2 separate regions of the Zea mays genome follow, and region 1 is linked to region 2. A link is a contact called in public Hi-C data. All regions are on one chromosome and are shown on one strand. Each heading gives the region's core, a stretch centred on a gene start, on an enhancer-like site or on the middle of the called end of the contact. The rest is flanking DNA. Distances are from core to core; before and after follow the strand shown.

Evidence for each region. Hi-C and Micro-C count contacts between places; a contact is called where the count stands out from the background.
Region 1: a Hi-C map of leaf shows a contact between it and region 2, with 5 times the contacts expected there. The contact joins the enhancer-like site here to the promoter of LOC100191697 in region 2. A contact is called at or near these places in 4 of 25 Hi-C or Micro-C datasets (ear, leaf and tassel) and 1 of 3 datasets of contacts at active chromatin or transcription factors (leaf).

The regions. Positions count from the first base shown.
Region 1 is chr7:131,377,074-131,382,672 of Zm-B73-REFERENCE-NAM-5.0, forward strand. No RefSeq gene overlaps it. Among protein-coding and RNA genes, the nearest start is that of LOC111589797, 51 kb to the right of the region's middle. Within about 2 kb of position 3,193, at least 12 of the 20 cell types and tissues checked have an H3K27ac peak or open chromatin away from gene starts, as enhancers often do. A contact at or near this core is called in ear, leaf and tassel, where this site is marked.
Region 2 is chr7:131,297,475-131,303,362 of Zm-B73-REFERENCE-NAM-5.0, forward strand. LOC100191697 reads right to left here and starts at 3,558. Exons shown (of 8, transcript NM_001137126.1): 1 at 3,308-3,558; 2 at 2,859-3,180; 3 at 2,594-2,746; 4 at 2,095-2,439; 5 at 1,933-2,011; 6 at 1,737-1,843; 7 at 1,528-1,646; 8 at 769-1,181. The coding sequence starts at 3,528. The coding sequence ends at 1,028.

The sequences.
Region 1 (5,599 bases), core at 1,943-4,442, 79 kb after region 2:
AGAGCAAGAGACAAATGATCCCAAGGTCCTTTGGTGATGACTTCAATGTATATATACCTCATAGACAATACACCTAAGTTAATTCCAAAACCGTATGCACCATCTAACGTATATGATTGAAATATGTTGCCTATAGAGAGATTGATTCCATCATGTCTAACAAGACTTGAGAAATTATATGCCATTCATACAGTGGTAAACCGGTTTTAGATCAAGTGAGTGTTCAAAAAGAAACTTAGATCTGATGGTGCCATTGAGACATATACGACCAGACTTGTGACTAAATGGTATACATAAAAAAACTAGTTTCTAAGCATATTTATTCTACCTATAATAATTAGTTTAACTAAAGTGTTAAGTAATCTAACTAATAAGAGTCCGAGTCAATAGCATGACAAGGGATGCCATGTGGCCCATGTCACCGGTAAGCGCGTGGCTAGCCTGCCATGTTGGTAGGCCAATCGTGCCAGACTGTTTGGTTTAGCTGCATCTTGAAGATTGATATAATCAAACGGGTTAATTTTTTTTAAAAAATATTTCTCTAGTATTATGTTTAGAAATATTTAAAGAAAATTTAAAAATAACAACACTATGTACTACTAGTAATCCGTATATATGAACGTGGAAAGGAGCTGCTTCATGATCACGTGAACTAACAAGCTATTCATTTTGCTTTAATATGAAATGATTTTTACTCTATACGCATTATAGCTACAACATTTCGAACAACTGGTTTTAATACGAAGAGAATAACTCACTAATACACAGAATCTCTATAGAGGTGGTTTTGGTGCTATTTGCACTGACGTTTTTTTGTACCTCTGGTGCTAGGGGCCAGCGGAAATCAATATTTGCACTGACAGTTATTTTGGAATTGCCAGTGAATATGCTATTTTCACTGGTGGTTCTCTTAAAGCAATCGTCGGTGTAAATACCATTTTCACAGGTGGTTTTCTTTATTTAGTCGCGAGTGGTAGCTTTTCTGTCTTTTTTCAAATTTTCAAACAAAACTGAATTTTATATACATTTACACACACATATATATAATATATATTGATATCGAAAGCAACATGGAAATAAATTCTAAATGTACATCAAAGTCTTGTGTTTACAACCATATATGCGTCACACATTCTATACATCAAAGTTTTCACCTAAACTATAATAACTATCTCAGCTAAGATTTAGTCTACTAATTTATGTTAGTATTCTAAACTCTCGCCTAGCTAAGGTATTGGTACCATCGTGATATTTTCCTTCAAGAGGAATGACCTCTCTCAATAGGAATGTACATATCTCCTCAATTATACTGCACAATGCACCTTCAGTCATGTGCTCTGTCTTTCCTCGTCGAAATTTATAAACATCATATATTTACACTCAATAATACATTTGCATCTTTAATAATATAAATACATACATGACTATTACTAATAATATCAATCTAGAGTTCGTGATATAGCGTCCGTTCGTGATATATCTTCCGTTGTCTCACATGAACTCGCACAGAAAACCGCCAGTAAAAAGAAAACCCCACCTTAAACTTAGAAATGTTTTTTACTAGTGGCTTGTAAGCTTTAATCCCCGAAAGGCAAAAGCTATATATAGGTGAGACAATCTTCCAAAACAATAGTCAGGGATCTTGCCCGTAACTTATTCGAACTCTAAATTTTGTAGGAAACATGTGAAAAAATCCATATTTCTCCCATTATATCAAAAGGTTTTTACGCATGTGTCTAGCCGAGTTAGTTGCTTTAGGAGGTCCCTAATTTGACTCGATGTAAGAGCGAACGATAGAATTAAGTTTTTCAGCGCATGTACAATTTTAAAGGTGCCGTTGTATACGTGTTTGGTTGGATGTATAAAAGGAGATGAAAGGAGGCGGCCACATTTTATATGGTGTTTGGATGAAGATCACGCGGGAGTGAAATGAACACTAGAGCAATTTTCGGAAGCGGCGTGATTCTAAAAATCGAACGGATGGTGTCGCCCCCTGCCCCTGTCGCGGTCCCGAAAACTAGGATGGCTGCCCCCGTCCCTCGAGCAGTGATAGGTGACCGCCATCCAAACAAAAAATGGGACCATCCAAGTTTGTCCCTCTACTAAAAAAGTGGTGACTCTTAGAGATGTCCATGCTCCGAATCAGAGACGACTCTATCTTATCCTACTTTGATCTCAAACCACACGTGTTGAATAGAAATCCAGACTATGCTATCTACCTGAGAAGATTATCTTCTATATATCTTACACGGAATATTTGAAGGCTGTCTTAGTCCGCAAGTCGAGTTCTTCTATTCAGAATCCAGCCTCGCCATTTCCGTGGATCAAGTTTTAGTCTCTTACACTACCTATGTACCAATGCTTTCGATGATTAGGCTAATGACAGTGGCTATTTTATAACACTCTTTTCAACATTGCCATATCATCAAGAGTGTCATGAAACTAAGAACGAAACAATATCTCTAAATACAAAATTTTACTTCACTATTTTATAGACTAACATACCAATTAAATGTTACAACTAAACATCCAATAAAAATTAGTAAAATATGTGAAGATGAAACAAATCACTCTCAATAGAGATTTCACACGATTTCCATGGCCTTGTAACGGGTTCATATGATTTCATCCCTATGAAACCAATTTCATCCCATAAAACTTATTTATCTTAAATATTATGTCATATCATCTAAAATAGTGATATGACATACTATTAAATATACATGAAACCATCATAAAACTGCCATTGTAAATAGCCGACAGTAAACTAGCTAGTACGCTCGAGCTTGGTCGGCTTTGATACGATGATGATCGCTCTCGTTCTGCGTGCTTATGATCTCGCATTGTTACAAATTAACGTAACTGACTGAATAATCTACTCCGCCCCAGCATCGATCAAGAGAATACAATATATATAGACTGATCGGGTACAGTAACTACTTTCTCCAGAAAGCTCAGTGCACAGCACCTGAGATTCGAGTATTCGACCGCGCCGCGGCATGCATGGACACGGGTGTGAGATGAGATGACATGATATTTACGTGCGCTGATCGGCGTGACCGACCTCGACGTGACCCTTTCAGGCCGTGTTGGCCCTTAGCTGGAAGAAGTGCCCTCCCATGCATGCAGCCCGCGTGCGCGCGCCATGTAGCCAACAGTAACTCGGCCAGCACACCAGGGTGGTGTTCGTGTTCCACCAGTCGCTCCCGATCGACGTCGCTGTCGCAGGGATTCGCTCGGTCGGAGGCCGCTTGAGAGGTTGCTCTAGAACCGGCCGCCGTCGATCTCTCGGAATCCATTGGGGCCCACGGGACGGCGGCAAGGCCTCCTGGCCACACCTCAGCGGCGTAAGTGTGCCGGTGGAGGCCGTGTGATCGCCATGGCAACTGGTGGGTGTCCCGCGCGCCTCGGCGTCAGGTCGGCCAGCCAGCCCCGCGCGCGGCCACATGAACGACCGCGACAACACCAGACGACGTCACAATCAGCCGGAGCACGACCTCATGTCACGCTGACGCGCGCGCACCCGCCGGGATCAACCCGGCCGATCCGCCGGTCCGCCATCTTGCCCCCCAGAGCTATCCGATCCGTCCGCAGTGCAACTTGAAGCCGCGCCCGGCCGGAGAGGACAGAGGAGTGGCCACGGCCGCGCTACGGTCCACCGACCAAGCCGCGGGGATTGCGTCAAGCTTCGCGACGGCGGCAGCCCGGGCCCCATGTCGGCGCCTGGAGGACCGCCGGATGGGCCTCAGCGTCGCCGTCCGCGTGTTCCAGCGGGCGCCGGCCGGCCGTCCCGGTCGCGGCGCAGGCCATATACAGTTTCGCTCCGAAATAGACCTTTTCGCGCGCCTCGTGCTCGTCAGGTGATGACATGCGCTGCAACTGTGCAAGCTACCCAATGGCGTGAACGTGACGGTGGCGGAACAGTTTCGTGATCGGGGATGAGCATCCGGCGGGCACCGACCTCGTTGCAAGTTGCCAAGTTGGTACGATTCAAACTGTCCATATGACTCGATGGGCATGTTTGGTTCACTTTTTTTATGAGATTTTATGAGAATCTGGTTATTACTTATGAGGAGATTTTGGTTGTGCTTAGAATCTAAGTACCGTGGAGATTACATGCGGATGGAGATAAAAGAGTTCATAGAATTTAAGATGTAGAAAGTGATAATTTCCTAAAAAGCACAATAAAGTATGAACATTTAAATTAAAGGTCGTTTAGATGTATCTTTCTCGTCCATAAAGATTTGATTATATCCGGCATTATCATCAAAGGCAACGTATCAGGTGGAAACTCAACAACCGGTGCAACCATGTAAACTTGAAATAGGAAGCTTCAATGTTCCATCTAATGGCTAGAGCAAAAGGTAGGAAAAGTTTTACACTATACCACCCTAGCATCAACTTTGTTTACAAATAGGCCTATCACTAATCATAACCTGTCCTGTTGGTGCGGATGCTACTGGATGGAGGCGCAACTCCCCACGCCCGCGGCCGAGACGCGATGACTGCCGCACCTCGACGACGCCGATGACCGGGGTTCCTTCTCCTCCTGCAACCACCATCAGCACCCAACTCCCCAGCCACCGCCCAAGATCCTCCTCGCCAAGCCGCCGCCGTTGTCTGCCTCCTAATCCTGATGAGTAACTTTGTTTGGGCAGTTGCGTGCATCATGTTCACCTTTTTTCTTACAGTTCCCACACACACGTTTAGTTCTCCCATTGATCTCCTTGCTCTTTTTTATTCTTTTGCATCTCCCCTTCGACTTGATATCATTTGGCGGATGTATTTCAACTTCATTTGGAATTTTAGTACCAATGAAAGCTTCATATTCATCCTGTTTAGTAATGGTTGTAGTTGGGACAATCTTCTGGAGAGGATCTTGTATGTTGGATAAACTAGAAAATAAAAATTCAATGCCTGGTTCAGATTGCTTGGCCATTTGGATAAGATTTTCAAACTTATTGCGTACATCTGAGATCTTTTTCCTCATTACCACCTCCATACGATGTTCAGGTTTTTTATCTAGTAGGTTACCCTCTTCGTCAAAGAATTGTTCCCTACAAATTAAAGTTTTGATTAAAAAACAATCTGAAACATCAATAAATAAATAAATATATATATATAAACAATAGTTACAATACATACCTGGTACACCTTTTCTCCCATCTTTTCATGATATAAACCAAAGGTATATCATTTAGCTTCTCAGTGCGGATCACTTGAATTATATGACAGCATGGAATGCCATATGACTCAAATAATTTACATGAGCACTTACTAAACATGTTTGACTTGTTCAAATAGACCACTCGATCTTTTCCAGAAAAGCTACTTATGGTGACAATTTTTGTCTCTTCATTTTCTGTAATGTTTTGAACAAAACATTGGTCTCTAGCAACTGCCACTTGGGATTGAAATTTTTCAAAAACTGCATTAGTATATATCAAACTGCATTGCTTTTCCATGAACCAGGGAGTTGCTAATTTAGGAGTAGTATGTAGTGTTTTATTATCAGCTTTTAATTCCTCTTGGCGCTGACACTCCAAAGCTGTGTCAAACCTTAGCCAAAACTCAACAAAGGACAGTTTTCGATGAATGA
Region 2 (5,888 bases), core at 2,308-4,807:
CCCCACATGTCATTGACTCATGTGGACCCACATGTAAGTGAGATAGTAATGGTATGGATCCAAAGTGGTGATCTTTTAATGGTATGGATCCAAATTTCCCTTAAATGAATAGCGACATCTTGAAACAAACGGGGTACTATATAATTTCATAATCTTGACATAGAAAATATAAGAACATATAATTGCCACCAACGATGACATTGAAGTAGGGGTGTAATCGGTTACGGGCGGAAATTGCTTGTACCGTATTTGTTTTTATATTTACTCTTTGGATTCGAATCGTATACGGATATTATCTAGTTGTGTTGGATAAGATCTGAATGAATAGCGACATCTTGAAACAAACGGGGTACTATATAATTTCGTAATCTTGACATAGAAAATATAAGAACATATAATTGCCACCAGCGATGACATTGAAGTAGGGGTGTAATCGGTACGGACGGAAATTGCTTGTACCATATTTGTTTTTATATTTACTCTTTGGATTCGAATCGTATACGGATATTATCTAGTTGTGTTGGATAAGATCTGAATGAATAGCGACATCTTGAATAGCCAACTTTTGAGTATACGGATACAGATAGTACCCGGATTTGAATACGAATCGAATCTCAGCCCTTTTAGATAGATCGAATTCGAATATGGATGGAAAAATATCCGTTCCATTTACATCTCTACATTAAAAGGTAAGAAATTGTATCCGAGTGATATAGAAAGGATTAAGACATTTACTATGGTAAATAAGATACCGGATAAAATTGCATTGATCGTGCAGAGAATTTTCTCTATATATTATATATATCAACGATGCTGTGGATCATTGATGTCCACGTAGCTTACATATTTTCACCATTATCGTAGCGGTGAAGCAGGCAAAGAAAACGAAAGAGAGAAAGCTGCCGTTTCTTCTCCTCCAACGCAATTTGATCCAGGAGGAAGAGGCGAGCAAAGAAGAATTTCAAAGGGGAAAAAAAACTTCTCTAGCTAGCTTGGGGTTAAATTCATGCCTAACTCAAGAGTCAAACTAAATAAATATCCTCTCCACATGATCGTCGTCGGTCTCACGCCCCTTTCTGTCGACCGGATTGTTTTGTCTCCATAATCTGACAGGCAAGCCGTGCTTGGGCACAGGGAACGGGCTGTACTCGACCTCGTCACTGGATCCAACGATTTGCCACCTGCAAATTTAAAAATAAAGCATGCAGAGACGCCAATCAGTGTCTCAGTGTAAGATCAGTAAACTGTCGTTATAGCAGTCGATCACCACAGTTTATATAGGAGGGAGAGCACAGCGGGGCTAGTGAAGACGTACATTTCGAGGACCCCACAGATTATGGTACAGGAGTATATACATGATCGATACAGGCATACATACAGACAGGAGGAGATTTGGAGCATGCACGGAGAGAGATCAGAGCCGGAGCCCCATGGAGAGCGGCAGCAGCCAGCCATGTGTCATCCTGGTCCACAAGCTATAGGACAAGCGGGAATATATGGAGAGGATCTGAGAGGAGATGGACGCACCTGTAGCCGGTGACCAGGTGGTGGATGAGGACGAGCATCTCGAGCTTGGCCAGCTCGTTCCCGGGGCACGCGTGCACGCCGTGCCCAAACGGCAGGAACGTGCTCGGACGCGGCGCCACCTGCATAATACGCAACGTCCGGTCAGTCACGTCGTCGTCGTCCCACAGCAACTAACGGCGGTGAGGCCCATGCTTCTGTACGTAACGTACCTGGAATCTAGAAGGGTCGAACTTGTGTGGATCCTGGAAGTAGTCCGGGCTGTGGTGGATGTTCCTGAAGAGCGGCATCACCTTCCACCCCTTGGGGATAAGGAACCCTACACGGCATAATCCGAGTCAGAATTAAGCAAAGCACTCTCGTTGCTCCTCTAGCTACTCTTCGTGGTGCGCGCACGTGCGTGCGTACCTTTGTACTCCACGTCGGCCACGGCCTCCCTGAACGTGAACGAGATGATGCTCGCCATCCTTAAGCTCTCCAAAATCACCTGGACGGGCGACGTACGGATGAAACCACAAGAAAAAAATAATAAAGAGCCAGTTTTGCGTTTCCCAGCACGCACGCTCGTACCCTATGCGTTAGCGCCATGCTCTTCGTGTGCGCCCACGCCAGCGGCTGCCTCCCGCCGCCGGTGGCCTCGCGGACCGCCGCCTGCTCCGCCCGGACGGCCTCGAGCAGCTTGGGGTGGTCGTGGAGGTACTTGACGATCCAGGTGAGCGCGCTGGCCGTCGTGTCCTGCGCCGCGAACAGCACGCCGATGACGTTGTCGGCGATCTGCTCGTCGCTCAGGAGCGGCGCGCCGTCGTCGCCCCGGGACCGCATCAGGCAGCCCAGCAGGCCGGTGCCCGCCGCCTGGGCCTGGCCACGACGCTCCCGCATGATGTCGCACAGCACGCCGTGCAGCCGCCGCCGCGCCTACGGTGTACGTACGGTACGGTGTCCAGCGATTTCGTCACATGCATGCGTGCGTGCCAGGGGCAGGGCAGTACGTACTGCCGTTGCCCGAGACGTACCGTACGTGTAATGCGTTGGATGGGTTGTGTAAATGCCGTGTCGCGTGTGTGCTCACCTGCATCGCCTTGTAATGGAGCGTCCCCGGCAGGCTGTTGGGGAAGGAGTTGTACCCCTTCTCCACGACGGAGTAATTCTTCCTCAGCTCCGCCTTGCGCCGCTCGTCCAGCCGGCCGCCGAAGATCGTCACGATGCCCACATCAAACGACAGCTGAAACGTAACAACAGAAGCAAACAATCGTATTAATTCTCAGCACCCGATTCATTCCAACATTATATAATTGGCCGCGCATGCATGCTTGACTATTATTATTATTCCTTACCGTCTTCATGGCGTGGAACGTGCTTCTGACGTGGCCGGCGTCCCAGGAAGCGAGAGTGGACCGCACGGCGGCCTCCACCTCAGGAACGAGCGCGCGCAGCGCGTCGGGGCCGAGCGCGCCCTGGACGAGCTTGCGGAGGCGGAGGTGGTAGTCGCCCTGGTGGAAGAAGAGAGCCGACGGCCCGATCATGCGCTCCTTGCTCCGCGGGTAGGTCGGCTTGAACAGGTGCGCCTGCGTCACCAGCACGAACCGCGCCGCCTCCGGGCTCGCCAGCATCACGCACGGGCAACCCAGAAGGTGCGTCTTGAAGATCTCGCCGTACCTGCACACAAGGCATGCATGGTCGTTCCGTTCGAATCATTAGCAGCTTGTGAACAAGGGGGCGGATCCAGAACGAAGGACGAACACGCTGCCCGCATGAGTAGTAGTAGTTGCCTACGGCGACTAACCTCTTCTGTTTGGAAGCGAAGAAGAAGCTGGGGTCCTGGGAGTAAAGCTGGAGGGTCTCGCCAAGGTAAGGCCAGCCCATGGAGCCAGGAGGCAGCTTCAAGGGAGCAGACCTCCCATGGCCGCCGAAGCGGCCTTTCCCCTTTTGCCAGCGAGTGTACTGGACGTAGGAGGCGATGGCTAGCAAGATGAGGATGCACACGAGGGCCAAGAAGAAGGCCATCCAACTCGCAGACTGGCCTGCGGAGTTTTCTTGCCCGGCTTGCGCTTGTGCGTTCTGTGTGTGACTGAGGGCTGCTTTATAGAGTGTGTTGGTGGGCTGGGGCGTCGGAGGAGGGAAGAAAAATCTTTCCTGGAGGGATCTTTCGAATGGTGGAGGTCGAGCGAGCGCCTTGCGTGGTATTTATACAAGGAGCGCTGCTGGCAAGTGGCAAATCTCATGCTTAAAGTCAAAGATCGACTTGCACGCGGGAGGATAAGTTCCAGACGGCTTTCTAATACTCGCTCCATTTCTTTCTAATAGATTGTTGATTTAGTTTTGTCCAATACGGACTATCAATTTTGTCGGAATTTGTAAAATTCACCATTATATAAGATTTACGTTTGAGTTACTCAAAAAATATTTTCGTAATATATAATTCGGACGTTGTTAAACAATACGAGTTTATAGGAATTCACGATAGAAAATTGCATAGTTGACTTAGGAAAAAGCTAGAAATACGACATTTATAAACATTAGAGGATATTTTGGAATCACCTAGACCTTCCACGTGCTCTCACATAGTCCTTATGTTTCTATTTTTTTATAAATTGTGGGTGTTCTTTTATATTGACCATAAAAATGAATGTAAAAATTATATTGGGTGGACATAAGAAGCAACCCTTGGGCTCTTCTTCATAAGAACATCTCATATGCACATAAGCCTTTCGTGTGTATGGTGCCAATATTAAATCGTGGTCGTCCATCACCCACCGTTTTTTGCTCCGTTTATTTTATAAATAACACCCCGACCATCCGCATCCTTCTCTATGCAATAAAGGAGAGGAATGGAACAATATAGTTCTAAGTTGGATGACAATAATTTAATATATATATACATCATGTATACCAAATACTCATATGCACCTGGCATGCTTCCATTCACCCTTCTCCATTCATCTTGCTTCAGACCTATGTACACCAAATACTCATATTCTTCGTTCTTCTCCTATTCCCTCTTCTTGTGCTCATGCAAATCTTTTATCTCCTTAGATCATCTCTGAAAGGTCGTGTAAATGGTCATGCAAAATATTGTTTTATACTGTAAATTGCTCTATTTATAGAGTAGAGTTTGAAATAGAAAATGGTATAGGTAGTCTACTGGCCGACGGTAGGGGAGGAGCTTGAACCCTACTAGATCTCACTATATTTTAGAATGTTTATGCGCGCATATATATATATATATATATATATATATATATATATATATATATATATATATATATATATATAAAGAAATATTATTCATTTTGACAATAAAAATAAGAGAATATAGAGTATGACTGCAACCTCACCAAAAATATATTTCATGTCTCACTACCTTTATTTACTTGCCCATCGGTACATTATATGGAAATCCACATTGGTCATTTTTCTCTTTTATTTGCATGAGGTTCATAGTCAAGGATGCAAAACATAAGAAATGATGAGTTGCTCCAAAGCTATCGCTCGTTGCATGTGCAAATGTTATTTATGTTGAACTATACGTGTGCAAGTGGACAATGCTAAATGAGTCGTTACTAAGCACGAGCACGACACGACTCGTAGCACTTCCGCACACACAAGCACGATTCATATAGTGCCCTTGCCATATCTAGGCCGCCATCCCAACACATCGTGTTGGCACGAGCACGACATGATTAAGTGGTCGACACGATTAGATACTTTTAATCCAAGTGGTAATCTAAAGATATGTGATTGTGAATTATGGTTTATTATGGTTTTAAATATAATAAATCCACTCTATACTATTATGATTATTCATGTTTTAAAATTATTTTTGTAATTATAAAGATGTTATAATCTTTTGAGCTCTTAGAGTGAAATAGTGTCTGGACTAGTACGGGTAATACTAGATGTTAGTGCCATATAGTATCGTGTCTAGGCCGATGACTAGGCACTACTGGCACGATATGACACGGTTATTAATAGTGCATAATAGTGTAATGCCTATTAGTGCTAATACCAGTGTCGTGGCGTGCGGTCCGTTTGGCCATCAGGAGCATATCTAATAATGGGTGGTCCAGGTAGGCCATGACATACCCTAAGCGCCCACCAGACCATCAGTCAATCGATGCCTCGAAAAAAACCTAATACCAGTGTATTTTGTGTTTGATGTTTAGACATTTTTTCTTCAAACAATGCATGTTTAGACATTTTATATTATATTTGCATTCTAATATACGCGCTTATTGTAATGTGCACGCTTATGGACTTAAATGCTAAACCTATATTGCCATATGCTATTCTTATCTTTATATTTTGAATTGTATACCAAATTATTATAAATTATACTAAAGTATTTATGAAATTCTTATGATACA